Linked DNA regions of Macaca mulatta: region 2 is linked to region 1. The links are chromatin contacts, called in public Hi-C maps. All regions are on one chromosome and are shown on one strand. The core of a region is the stretch at or near the end of the contact, and the rest is flanking DNA. Distances in the headings are between cores, read along the strand shown.

Region 1 (6,213 bases), core at 3,154-5,653:
TTGAACCCGGGAGGCAGAGGTTGCACTGAGCCAAGATCAGATCATGCCACTGCACTCCATATCCTGGGCAACAGAGCAAGACTCCATCTCAAAAAACAAGAGAGAGGGAGGGGAAAAAAAAAAAAAAAAAAAAAGAAAAAGAAATTTTCCTGTTGTATTGTTCAAGAAAGTCAAGAAACCCCATAATTACCTTAGCAGCAGCCATTGCAGTCTTTTTAGATGCTTGCTTAGCCTTTTTTGCTTCCTTAGCAGCCCTGTGGGGTAAAAATAACTTAAGGCAAAAGCACTTTACTCCTTAGTGGTACAACTTACTATTAGAGTTAGACTGTACTGGACAAGTACAATGACCATATTCCTTCCTTCCCCCCCTGCATTTATTTGTAGGCTAAATCCAAAGAGTTTGTCAATAATTTTCATTAACCACCAAATCACCTTAAAATATATTAGACTATATGGTAATTTTAATTACTGAAGACCCAAACCTAAAATCCATCCCAATAGGTGAAACGCTCATAATGAAAGCATTCCTCACCTGATAGCTTGTTCTCGTTGAGCCTTTCTAACTTCAGGTTTCTGATTCCTCTTGGCCATTATATCAGCAAGAGATGCACCAGTAATGGCCCTCTGGAATTTGACTGCTCGGCGGGTTCTTTTCTTTTGAATTTCTTCCTGTAAAACAAAGATGAGGGGCACACTTAGGAACCTTCCTTCAAGAATTTAGAGGGAGGAAAAATTAAGTCTTTTAAGACACGGCAAATGAAGTCTTTTAATATTCATATTCAACAAAAAATAATTCATATAATTATTTGAAAATAAAACATGTTTTCCACTTATGGATTAAGCTATTACAAATCCTAGCCATTTTTTACCTTAAAGAGACACACAAAAAATTGAACTCTAAGGAAAATGGTTATTCCATGAACTGCATAGTATAAATGAAGACTATTTCTACTTTTAATAATTTACTTATTGAAAAAAATTATCAAATTCAACTGTTTTATCTCAAAGGACCGTCACTAGGAGAAATACTCAAGTTAGACAATGATTTGACAGGAGAGCCACCAAATGTTAGGTAGGATATGTCTAAGAAGGCATTGTGGAATCTAACATTTCCTGTACATTCTATATTGGAAACCTGTACTACAGTATTTATGAGAAAAAGATCTTGCAGTGCACCTTTAAGTCCAAGAACAAAGTATATCTGAAAAGTTGTTTATTAAGGCACAGAAATGCAAAAGTACCTTAAAAACTTTTAACAAAAATAAAGCACATTGGTTTATAGACATCCCAATTTTAAACTTTTTAGAAAGATGAAATCTTGTTTCTACAGTAAAATGGCAATTTTTCTACAGTAAATGGCAGTATTTACCTGCTTAATATTTTTGTCTCAAACCAACACAAACATTTTTCTTATTGTGGTAAAAATGTAAAGTTGACAATTTTAACCTTTTTTTTTTTTTTTTTAAAAAAAAAAAAAAAAAAGACCAAGCCTTGCTCTGTTGCCCAGGCTGAAGTGCAGTGGCATGATCTTGGCTCACTGCAGCCTCCACCTCCGGGGTTCAAGCAATTCTGCCTCAGCCTCCCAAGTAGCTGGGATCACAGGCACCTGCCACCACACCTGGCTAATTTTTGTATTTTTAGTAGAAACCAGGTTTCACCATGTTGCCTAGGCTGGTCTCGACCTCCTGAGCTCAGGCAATCCGTCCGCCTCGGCCTCCCCAAGTGCTAGAATTACAGGCATGAGCCATCATCCCCGGCCTGTTTTCTATTTTTTTAAATAGAAACTGGGTCTTCGCTACTACATTGCCCAGGTTGGTTTCAAACTCCTGGGCTCAAGCTCAAGGGATCCTCTTGCCTGGGCCTCCCAAAGTGCTGGAATTACAGGCGTGAGGCACTGCATTAGGCCCATTTTAACTTTTTTTTCTTTTTTTGAGACAGAGCCTCACTTCATCATCCAGGCTGGAGTGCAGTGGCGCAATCCCAGCTCACTGCAACCTCTGCCTCCTGGGTTCAAACTATTCTCCTGCCTCAGCCTCCCAAGTAGCTGGGACTACAGGTGCCTGCCACCACACCCGGTTAATTTTTTTTGCTATTTTTAGTAGAGATGGGGTTTCACTCTGTGGGCCAGGCTGGTCTTGAACTCCTGACCTCGTGATCCGCCTGTCTCGGCCTCCCAAAGTGCTGGGATTACAGGCATGTCAGCCACCATGCCCGGCTTCATTTTAACTTAAGGTATAATTTAGCCGTGCAGGATGGCTCGCACCTGTAATGCCAGTACTTTTGGCGGCCAAGGCAGGAGGATTACTTGAGCCCAAGAATTTGAGACAAAACTGGGCAACATCGCAAAGATTTCTGTCTCCTCAAAATATATTTAAAGAATAGCTGGGCCATGGTGGCATGTGCCTGTGGACCACTGGGTAGGCTGAGGTGGGAGGATCACTTAAGCCCAGGTTGAGGTAGAGTGAGCTGTGATCCTGCCACTGCTCTCCAGCCTGGGCAACAGAGAACCCGTCTCAATAAAAAAGTATAGTGGCCTTAGGTACATTCATAGCGCTGTGTAGCTATCACCATTATCCATCTAAATAACTTTTTTTTTTTTTTTAAAAAGGTCTCCTATGTTGCCTCAAACAATCCTCCCACCTTGGCCTCGGGAGCAGCTAGAGTACAGCCGCTGCCACCAACCCCGGATTTGCTATGACAATGATGTACAAGTTATGAGTCCCCGCTTTCAACTGTTTTGGGGTATAACTTACAAGTGGAACTGCTGGGATAATTATGTTTACCCTTTTGATAAAGCACCAAACGGTTTTTCACAGCTGCCACATATTTAGCAATGCACAAAGGTTCCAATTTCTCCCCATCCTCATCAACACCTGTAATTCCTGTTTTGTTTTTTCTTAATAGTCACCCTAACAGGTGTGTCATATCCACTTTTAAGTTTCTCCTTCCTCTGAACTTTCAACATATTTTATGTCTGATGGCATTTATTTCTCACAATACCTAGAAAAGTCCTTCATACAGAAGGTGCTAAGTATTCCCAAGCCTACTGAATACTAGTCCCACCATGGCACTCAAACTTGTTCTCATGTATAACCCAGCTAAAAGGACACTTAACAAGGACCAGAAAAACCACTGTCTTGAGAATGAACCAGTATGGTGGACTGGCTACGTTAGGACTAATCCTGTAAATACTCCAATCAACACCAAATTATGTTAAGTTCTCAATTTCCTCCCACTGGAAAACTAAGCCTTTCCACCCTGCCCTATAACCCAAATGTGCTTAACGTAATTTATCTGACTTTAAAATTTCAACTTGGTGTTGCTGCTAGCCTAAGATGTATAGAGACAGTTTATAATATCTTTTGCATTTCGCTGATGCTTTACAGTTTAAGAACTCTTTCGCATACAGTCTGATTTAACTTTACAGAGCAGAAAACCAACGTTCAGAGAACTCAGACAACTTAAGAGATAGCTCCCAATATCAAGGCGTATTCCACTTACCGACTGACCCTTTTTGTGCTTCCTTCTGTAGAGGACAGTCCAGTTTATCTGCCGAGGATTCCTCTTGGAAAGGAACGCCGACTCGCATTTTGCATTAAGAAACTGGAAAACCTGGAGTGACAAATTCAAAGGAATTACCTATTTATACAAAATACAAGAGGCTGAATGAGCTTGGAATCCTTAGAAGATCAACATGCTAGTTCTGGCTTATTTTACAAAACTGAAGCCCACAAGAACCAAAAGGCTGTCACGTAACTGGCAGGTAACTGCGCGACACTATGAAGGTCCTTGCGTTTAATCTTTTCTCGAGAGCAGGAAATCTAAACTCATAGCAAACGACAGGGTGGTGCATCCTTCTGGGAAGCATTCTGCTCTTGTCCATCCCGGGATTCCAAGGGGAAACTACCAATTATCTCGGTACCTCAGTTATTTCCCTTACACAGGGACATCAGTTACATAAACCCCTCCTGACGTCCGACCTGGCTCACAGTAAGTAATCAACGCTGGTTCACTTAGAGGTGTCTGGTCCTAACGACCAGTCCACAGGGCGTCCACGAAGCGTTCCAGAGGTCAATGGTGATGTGGGGAATGAACCCGTCTAAACCGAATTAGACCAGCCTTTCCTCCTCGGAGTACAAGAAGCTAGGTTAAGCCGACGCGGCTTTTTACCTTCCCGTCGGTCCTGGCGTAGCGCCTCCCGTGTCCGGGGTAGATCTTGTACCCGCTAAAACTGCACAGCTCCACCCTGCAACAAAAAGTGAAAGTCCATCAGGGAGGGTGTCTACAGCCATGCCAGGGACGACAGAGAGGCGTTCTGCCCGAGGATGTAAGCGGATTGGGAACCACGGGTCGTGCTTACTTCATGGCGACGGATTCACGGGAAAAGAAGAGATGGCGAAGAGAAAGAGAGAATCATGGGAAGAGACCTTATAAGGTCGTGGAGGGGCTGGGGGCCGGAAATCTCCTCCCCCAAAATCCTTCGATATTCCGGGCGCTCCTTGATGACGTATCATCGCGAGGCGGAAGATCTCGTTTTCCGTGACAACTGACTTCCTCTGGCGGAATTCTTCCAGAGGCTGCTGGAGGATTCTCGGGCTCAGAGGGCCTGCCAAAAAGGGCAGTCAGACAGTTGGTATCTGAGTCATTCTATCTCTCCGTTTTTTTGTTTTTTTTTTTGAGACGGAGTTTCGCTCTTATTGTCCAGGCTGGAGTGCAATGGCGCGATCTCGGCTCACCGCAACCTCCGCCTCCCAGGTTCAAGCGATTCTCCTGCCCCAGCCTCCCTAGTAGCTGGGATTGGCATGTGCCACCACGCCCGGCTAATTTTGTATTTTTAGTAGAGACGTGGTTTCTCCATGTTGGTCAGGCTGGTCTCGAACTCCTGACCTCAGGTGATCCCCCCTCCTCGGCTTCCCAAAGTGCTGGGATTACAGGCGTGAGCCACCGCGCCCGGCCCATTCTGTCTTACTGCCGAGTATTCTAGAGCCATCTTACGGCTGCAGGGAATGTGAACTGAAGAGAAAGGTGTCCTGTATCTTATCATAAAGAGATCCAAAGACGAATGCCCCGCAGGTAAAACAAGTCACGTTTTGCCTTCCCTGTTGGCCCATTTCCTCAACCAAACAAATTAATAGTTTAACCATTTGAATAATTTAACCATAAGAAAGTAATGACAACCGAACTGTTTCCCAGGCTGTGCGAATCAAACAGTGCACGTTGGCGCTTTGCATTAATTATAATTAACATTCATTGAGCGCTTTCTCTGTGCCGGGAATTACGCCAAAGGCTTTGCAAACATGAGCTCATTCAGTTTCCAGAATTCCTATTAAGTACCCGCCTAAGAACTACAATTCGGAGCTGGTGTCTAGTGAAGCTGAGGGGGTCGGTGGAGCCCCGCTTGGAGGCCAAGGGCTCAATCTGTTACATATTTCATCGTATGACAAGGAATGGCCAGAGGCAATTCTTGAATTCTGTGGGAGGCTGCAGTATATGACTAGGAAACAAATGTAATGATTGATTTCTGCTGTCTATGTATGCAAGTCACGCTAAAAAGGTTTTGTAAGATAGCTGGTTGAAGAGATTTGAAATGTCTAACAAGTTGGCTGACTAATGTTACGCAAACTGTACAAATGTGTTGGAGCCAGTCTTTTTTGTTTTTTTTTCTTGAGACGGAGTTTCGCTCTTTCACCCAGGCTGGAGTGAAGTGGCGTGGTCTCAGCTCACTGCAAACTCCGTCCACCGGGTTCAAACGATTCTCCTGCCTCAGACTCCCGAGTAGCTGGGATTACAGGCACCCGCCGCCATGCGCGCCCTGCCTGAAACCAGTGTTAAGAATGAGTTAGGTGGCCAGATGCGGCGACTCACGCCTGTAATCCCGGTGCTTTGGGAGACCGAGGTGAGTGGATCACCTGGGGTCAGGAGTTCCAGACCAGCCTGGCCAAAATGGTGAAACCCCGTCTCTACTAAAAATACAAAAATTAGCCGGGCGTGGTGGCGTGTGCCTGTAATCCCAGCTCCTTGGGAGGTTGAGGCAGGAGACTCACTTGAACCGGGGAGGCTGAGGTTGCATTTAGCCAAGATCGCGCCACTGCACTCCGGCCTGGGCAAGAAGAGCAAAACTCTATCTCAAAAAAAAAAAAAAAAAAAAAAAAAAAAGGGAGGTCGGGCACAGCGGCTCAGGCCTGTAATCCCAGCACTTTGGTGAGTCAGGAG
Region 2 (6,061 bases), core at 2,930-5,429, 100 kb before region 1:
GGAGGCTAAGGCAGGAGGATCACTTGAGCCCAGGAGTTCAAGGCTGCAGTGAGCTATGAGCCACTGTACTCTAACCTGGGCAACAGAATGAGATCCTGTCTCAAAAAAAAAAAGAAAAAAAAAAAAAAACCTATTTAAGGTTAGTGAAATCATGATTAGCCACTTTTCTTCTCCACTCTAATTTTTTTTTGGTAGCTCTTGGCCTGAATTTCAAGTTCAGCTCCACTTCTTCCCTTTTCCGTGCCTAAATTCCCTCTTCCATAAAAATGGGAGTAATAGTAGCACTTAAGTCATAGGGTTGTAATGATTTAATGTACTTAATTTCATGTAGAATACCTACAACAATGCTTGGTGTATAGTAAGCTTGAATAAATGTTAGATATTATAGTTGTCACCTCACAAATTACACATCTAAATTAACATAACAATTGCTCGTATTACCTTCCATGTCCAACTTTTTAAACCACTTAAATAGCTCATTAGAGGTTATAATCCATAGCTACTACTAAGCAAGCTCTCACCATGGCCAGGCAGCATATTATAGATTTTACGTTTATTATCTCACTTAATGCCTTCAGTAACCTTATATGAATTATTCCATTTGTATAGTTATAACATATTCCATAACATTTTTATCCAGTCCAAACTCACAGAATTAGCAAAAGGCAGAGTTAGAATTTAAGTCCAGTTTTTGTGTGGTACAAAACTAATGCTCTTTGCCTTGGACTACATTGCCTATTCATTGTCAGAAAACAATACCTCAAAATTCAGTGCTTTGACATGCTGAACTAGAGAAGCAGCCACAAGGTGTCTCTGATCTCCCCACCCAACCTCCTGCCTCTCAATCCTCTGCCTCCCCCAAAACACAGGATAAGACTGTTCTTTGAAGTTTCTTACCTACCTAGAAACCAGACCCATCAAAGAACACAATTGCTTTCTATCTCCTTCCTCCCTGAAATTTCATTAACCAGAAGAAATTAAAACATATCACAAAGCCAGACACAGTGGTGCACACATGTAGTCCCAGCTACTTGTGAGTCTCAGTTGGGAGGATTCTTGAGGCCAGGAGTTTGAGGCTGTAGTGTGCTATCATCATGCCTGTGAATAGCCACCACACTCCAGCCTGGGCAACACAGTGAGACCTGGTCTCATGAAAAAAACAACTCACATCACAGAGAAAGAGACTGAAAATTAACCACCACACTTAGAGCCCAAACTTTGCCTCAAACTACTGTTTTTTGTTTTTGAGACAGGGTCTCACCCTATCACCCCGGATGGAGTGCAGTGGCGAGATCTTGGCTCACTGCAATCTTGCCTCCTGGGCTCAAGTGATCCTTCCATCTCAGCCTCCCTAGTAGCTGGGATCATGGGAGTGAGTCACTCACCCCCGGCCTTCAAATTATTGTTGGTTCTCTAGTTTCACTTGGTTTACAAAGAGAATAATTTACAAGTGAATTTCTGCATTACTATCTCCTAAAATCATTTACTACTCCTCTAAAATTGCCTGTAGTCCCCCCACCTCTCTCTCCCCTGTGAAAAGTATTTAAGCTTCAACCATCTGACCCTTATTGAGTTTTCTTATTTTGTTGTATTGTTCCCCACGCTTATGCACATTAATTTGTTAGGCTTCTCTCGTTAACCTGTCTTTTGTTATAAGCATGTTGTCATGACTTTTGATGGGGAGGAAAGTGATCATCCCCTTTCCACCCCTTCATACTGCACTACCTTTTCATTTCCTAACCCGTTTGTAGGCTACTGACGTTTGCATTAATTTCTTCAATAGATATTTATCCAGACTAGTATAATCCAGGTGCTGGGGAAACAGTGGCGAACAAGACAGGCACACCTCATGAAACTCACGGAACTGAAAGGTGAATGGATTACTATCTTCATCCTTTTTTTGTTTTGTTTTTTTCCCTTACATACGTAGTCCTGCACATCCTTAACTTCTGCAGTGTGGTATATGGGAACTGGATCCGCTCCTATACAGGTTTGTGACTTCTCTGAGCTTTATCTTCTTCACTTAAAAATTACAAGAATCGGCCGGGCGCGGTGGCTAATGCCTGTAATCCCAGCACTTAGGGAGGCTGAGGTGGGCGGATCACAAAGTCAGGAGATTGAGATCAGCCTGGCCAACATAGTGAAACCCCTTCTCTACTAAAAATACAAACAGCCGGGTGTGGCGGCACGCACCTGTTGTCCCACCTACTCAGGAGGCTGAGGCAGGAGAATCGCTTGAACCCAGGAGGCGGAGGTTGCAGTGAGCCGAGACCATGCCATTGCACTCCAGCCTGGGTGACAGAGTGAGAGACTCCATCCCCCCACCAAAAAAAAAATTACAAGCATCTATAAATACATAATCTCAAATAAAAATCTTCGCGTACACCTCCATTTTTAAAATGCTCTCTTTTCACTGAGGAGGTGGAGGACAGTCTCAAGGATTACCTTGAAAAGATCACGAGGAAAATGAAACAAACATGAATTAAGTACCTGTAAGATAGTTTCCTGGTTACTTTTACATACATGATGATAAATGATGGCTCAGGGACTTCAACCTAGATCACAAAATCACCACCACACTGCCCTGCTTCTGTCATGGGAAACACATTTTGATACTTTCTTCATTCTTTCTCCACTCCCTGGACTTGAAGCCCGAGGTGTAATCCATCTGCAAATATTGAACACTTTTCATATATGAAACGCACAGCACAGTTTTTAAAAACTGGGTCTCTGTTTTCAAGGAACTTTTGAGCCATTCACAGACAACAGTTTAAAAACACACACGCCAGGCGCGGTGGCTCAAGCCTGTAATCCCAGCACTTTGGGAGGCGGAGACGGGCGGATCACGAGGTCAGGAGATCGAGACCATCCTGGCTAACACGGTGAAACCCCGTCTCTACTAAAAAAATACAAAAAACTAGCCGGGCGAGGTGGCGGGCGCCTGTAGTCCCAGCTACTCGGGAGGCTGAGGCAGGAGAATGGCCTAAACCCGGGAGGCGGAGTTTGCAGTGAGCTGAGATCTGGCCACTGCATTCCAGCCTGGGCCACAGAGTGAGACTCCGTCTCAAAATAAATAAATAAATAAATAAATAAATAAATAAATAAATAATAAAAATTAAAAAAAAACACACACACACACAAATTGAGGGAAGTATAAAGTGACCAAATAATGGTATACAAAAATGATCTCATTTGAGCCCTATTACCACTCTTTGAGGAGGCACTATTATTATTTCTCTTTTATAGAGAAGAAAAGGTAGGTCTGTAGGCAGTAAGCAAGTCTATAGGTTACTCAAGCAGGAAAGGGCAAAACAGATTCAAATTCAAGTTCTGACTCCTAAGACTTTCTCTAACTATATATTGTAGAGCAAACCCAGAAATTCCAGTTCCCTAAGCAAGTAATAGACCCCATTTTGCTAGGAGGGCTGGATAAATACTGAGAAAGGGGTAAGATGAAGCCGAAAAGGTAGGCTAGGGCCTAATGTAACTCACGGACTTCATTCTGCAGACTGTAGGAATCCACTAAAGATTTCTTAGTAAAGCAAAAATTACCGCAGTCTGAACTTGACACAGTAGTTTCTCAACTTCGTAGAAGCACCCTGTAGAAAAAGTAGATTTACAGTTGGCTACCTGACTTGGACAAATTACTCTCTCTGGCCTCAACTCTCACAGCTAATTGAGAGAATTCTATATTTGGCCAATCGCGGTGATTAAACGAGTGTATGAAAGGCGTCTGAAGCTAGGGGGCGCTACATAAACGCTGATTTCCCGTTTAAATAGGGAAAAAGAATGCGGGCTTTTTGTTTACATAGAGTTGGCAGGCATACGTTATCCAGCAAGGCCGGAACAGAAGACCCTCTCAGCCTCAGCTGCAACCACACCTGGGTATGCAGAAACCTTCTAAGATCCCAGCGTTTCCAGGGAGATGCTCCATTTCCCCTCACTTCTCGGGACGTGTCGCTGGACCATGAAGACCTCACTACCCTCTAATATAAAGTCCCTAGCCAGCACTCCACTTAGACCACCCAACCATCCCAGCTCTTCCTTCCGAGGCGGCTACTCCATGACATCACAGCCACTTCCGTTTCCGAAGGGGGCCTCTTTTCATTCTTCGGGACCGCTCTAGGCCGCCACCACGCCGGCTGGCCCCAAAAACTCAATGGTTGCTGGGCGGGGTCGTGACGTCCTTGGCGTGGCTGCAAGGGAGGCCGCGGCGGGGAAAATGGCGGACGGGAAGGCGGGAGAGGAGAAGCCTGAAAAGTCGCAGCGAGCTGGAGCCGCCGGAGGTGAACACAACCCCAGCGTCGCGGGCAGCGTGGGATGCTCCGGGCCTTTCTTTGAGCTCCCCAGGGTGGGGGGAGTGGGGTGGGGCGAGAATGGGCGGACCTGGACCTCACCCGGCCAGGTGCTGGGCCCAGACCTGCCTCGGGCACGCCCGGTGCGGCCCGCTGGGCTCCTGGCCCACATCGCCTCCTTGCCGGGGGAGAGGTGGCCACTGGTCGTCACCTCCTGGCCCCAGCGGAGGCCCTGATTTCGAGGAGAAGGGAGATGGGCGCCAGAAAGGGAGACCGAACTCGGGGTGGGACCAGGAGCGGCGGTGCAGGAGCCGCTACCGCCACACCGGAGACGCATATCACACAAAACACACACACCGGAGACGCTCATGAGACAAAACATACACACAGTGCAAGCCACCGAGTAGTTGCCGCGGGAACTGGCCGCAGGCCGAGTCTCTGACGGTGCCGGCCTCTCAGTTCCACGCAGGAGTTAATTACGCTTGCTGCTCTCTTTTCACTGAGGAGGTGGACAACTCCGGCCTGCTCTCTTTCCTTTAGTTCCAAGTTTAATACTGACCCTGTGACAGGGTGGGCCGAGGTGATGGAGGGGAAGAGGAATGCCTTTGCCTGCCCTCTGGTTTAAGCTGTGGGGTCTAGGGCTAAGGTTTGCTTGCCTTTCTTTGAAGTATTTCCCTTAGGCTGTTGCCAGCTGACCGCTTGCCAGATACTTAGGCAACTAAATAGTCTAGCGTGACTCTTCCTGTATTTTGTTACAATGTTAAACTCAGGTTACAGCTATCCTTATTCTGTCCATTCCACTCCCTAAATTCGGGTCTTGTGCGTTAAGGAAAAGAAACATGTAATCTCTCCCTCCCTCTTTGCACGTAACAAGACAAGTGACTTAACACGTGCGAGCTGTTTAAAATGTTTTTAGAGTATTTTAAACATTGTTCTCTATTCTGACCACCTCAGTTATCATTCCGGAAATTATTTAATATGAGAAAATAGAAACGATTAATAGCATATGAAGGCCACTAGTAGACCTACTAACATGTTTCATGTGAATTGCCTTGGGAACAAAAATTATTGAAAAGATTAAGTGTAATGTTAATTACTTTGTACCCAGGATTTCCTTCTTAAAAAAACACGTACGGTTCTGTTAAGCTGAAACTCCATCTCTCTCGCCTCCCCACCCCCTGCTTTTTTTTTTTTTTTTTTTTTGACTAGTAAAATACCTTATGAAAGAACAATTTAAACTATCTACTGCTTTCTCACTAGTGAATTTTTTTCCCAAAAAAATTGCCTTGGAAATTGTGGGATAAAATTACATAAAAAATTTAAAAGCAGTTTGAGGAAAAGCAAAAAAATTTAGAAGTAGTTTGAGGAAAAGTCTAAAGAATCATGTGTTGACTTTAAGGCCATCTCGTAAACTGTCTTGACCGAGGGTAGCAGATGTGTTTAATGTGCTGTCAAAATGTACCTTGAATGTCATCATAAATCCACTGTATAATTTATCTGCCATTCTTTTAGTTGAGGGTTATTAGTTCTACAGTACGAATACTGATGTTTCCATTTTAGCATGTGGGGAGAAATAGTATAAAATTACTTTGCTAATTGGTATCAGAAAAATTATTATGGTCTTTTTCGTGGTAACTTAGAGTAAGTAATATCCCTTAACTTCTATATAATTTGTCTCCTTGTCGTTACAAGAAAGTAGTGCTGTTACATTTAAGCCATTTTTGAATGTCAGATATTTTTAATGAAATTGTGCAGAGGAGTCATAA

The links. A called contact is a pair of places that touch in the nucleus more often than the background predicts.
Region 2: a Hi-C map of blood shows a contact between it and region 1, with 4 times the contacts expected there. The contact joins the promoter of PCNP here to the promoter of RPL24 in region 1. A contact is called at or near these places in 5 of 14 Hi-C or Micro-C datasets (blood, cortical neurons, fetal cortex germinal zone and 2 more).

Annotation. Positions count from the first base shown.
Region 1 is chr2:181,907,090-181,913,302 of T2T-MMU8v2.0, reverse strand. It overlaps RPL24 (ribosomal protein L24), which reads right to left and starts at 4,403. Exons shown (of 6, transcript NM_001265968.1): 1 at 4,361-4,403; 2 at 4,171-4,246; 3 at 3,502-3,612; 4 at 533-669; 5 at 191-254. The coding sequence starts at 4,365. LOC114676448 (a long non-coding RNA gene) reads left to right here and starts at 4,841. Exons shown (of 3, transcript XR_003727505.2): 1 at 4,841-5,073.
Region 2 is chr2:182,006,743-182,012,803 of T2T-MMU8v2.0, reverse strand. It overlaps PCNP (PEST proteolytic signal containing nuclear protein), which reads left to right and starts at 4,179. Exons shown (of 5, transcript XM_077993992.1): 1 at 4,179-4,286. The coding sequence starts at 4,223. It also overlaps the pseudogene LOC106996647.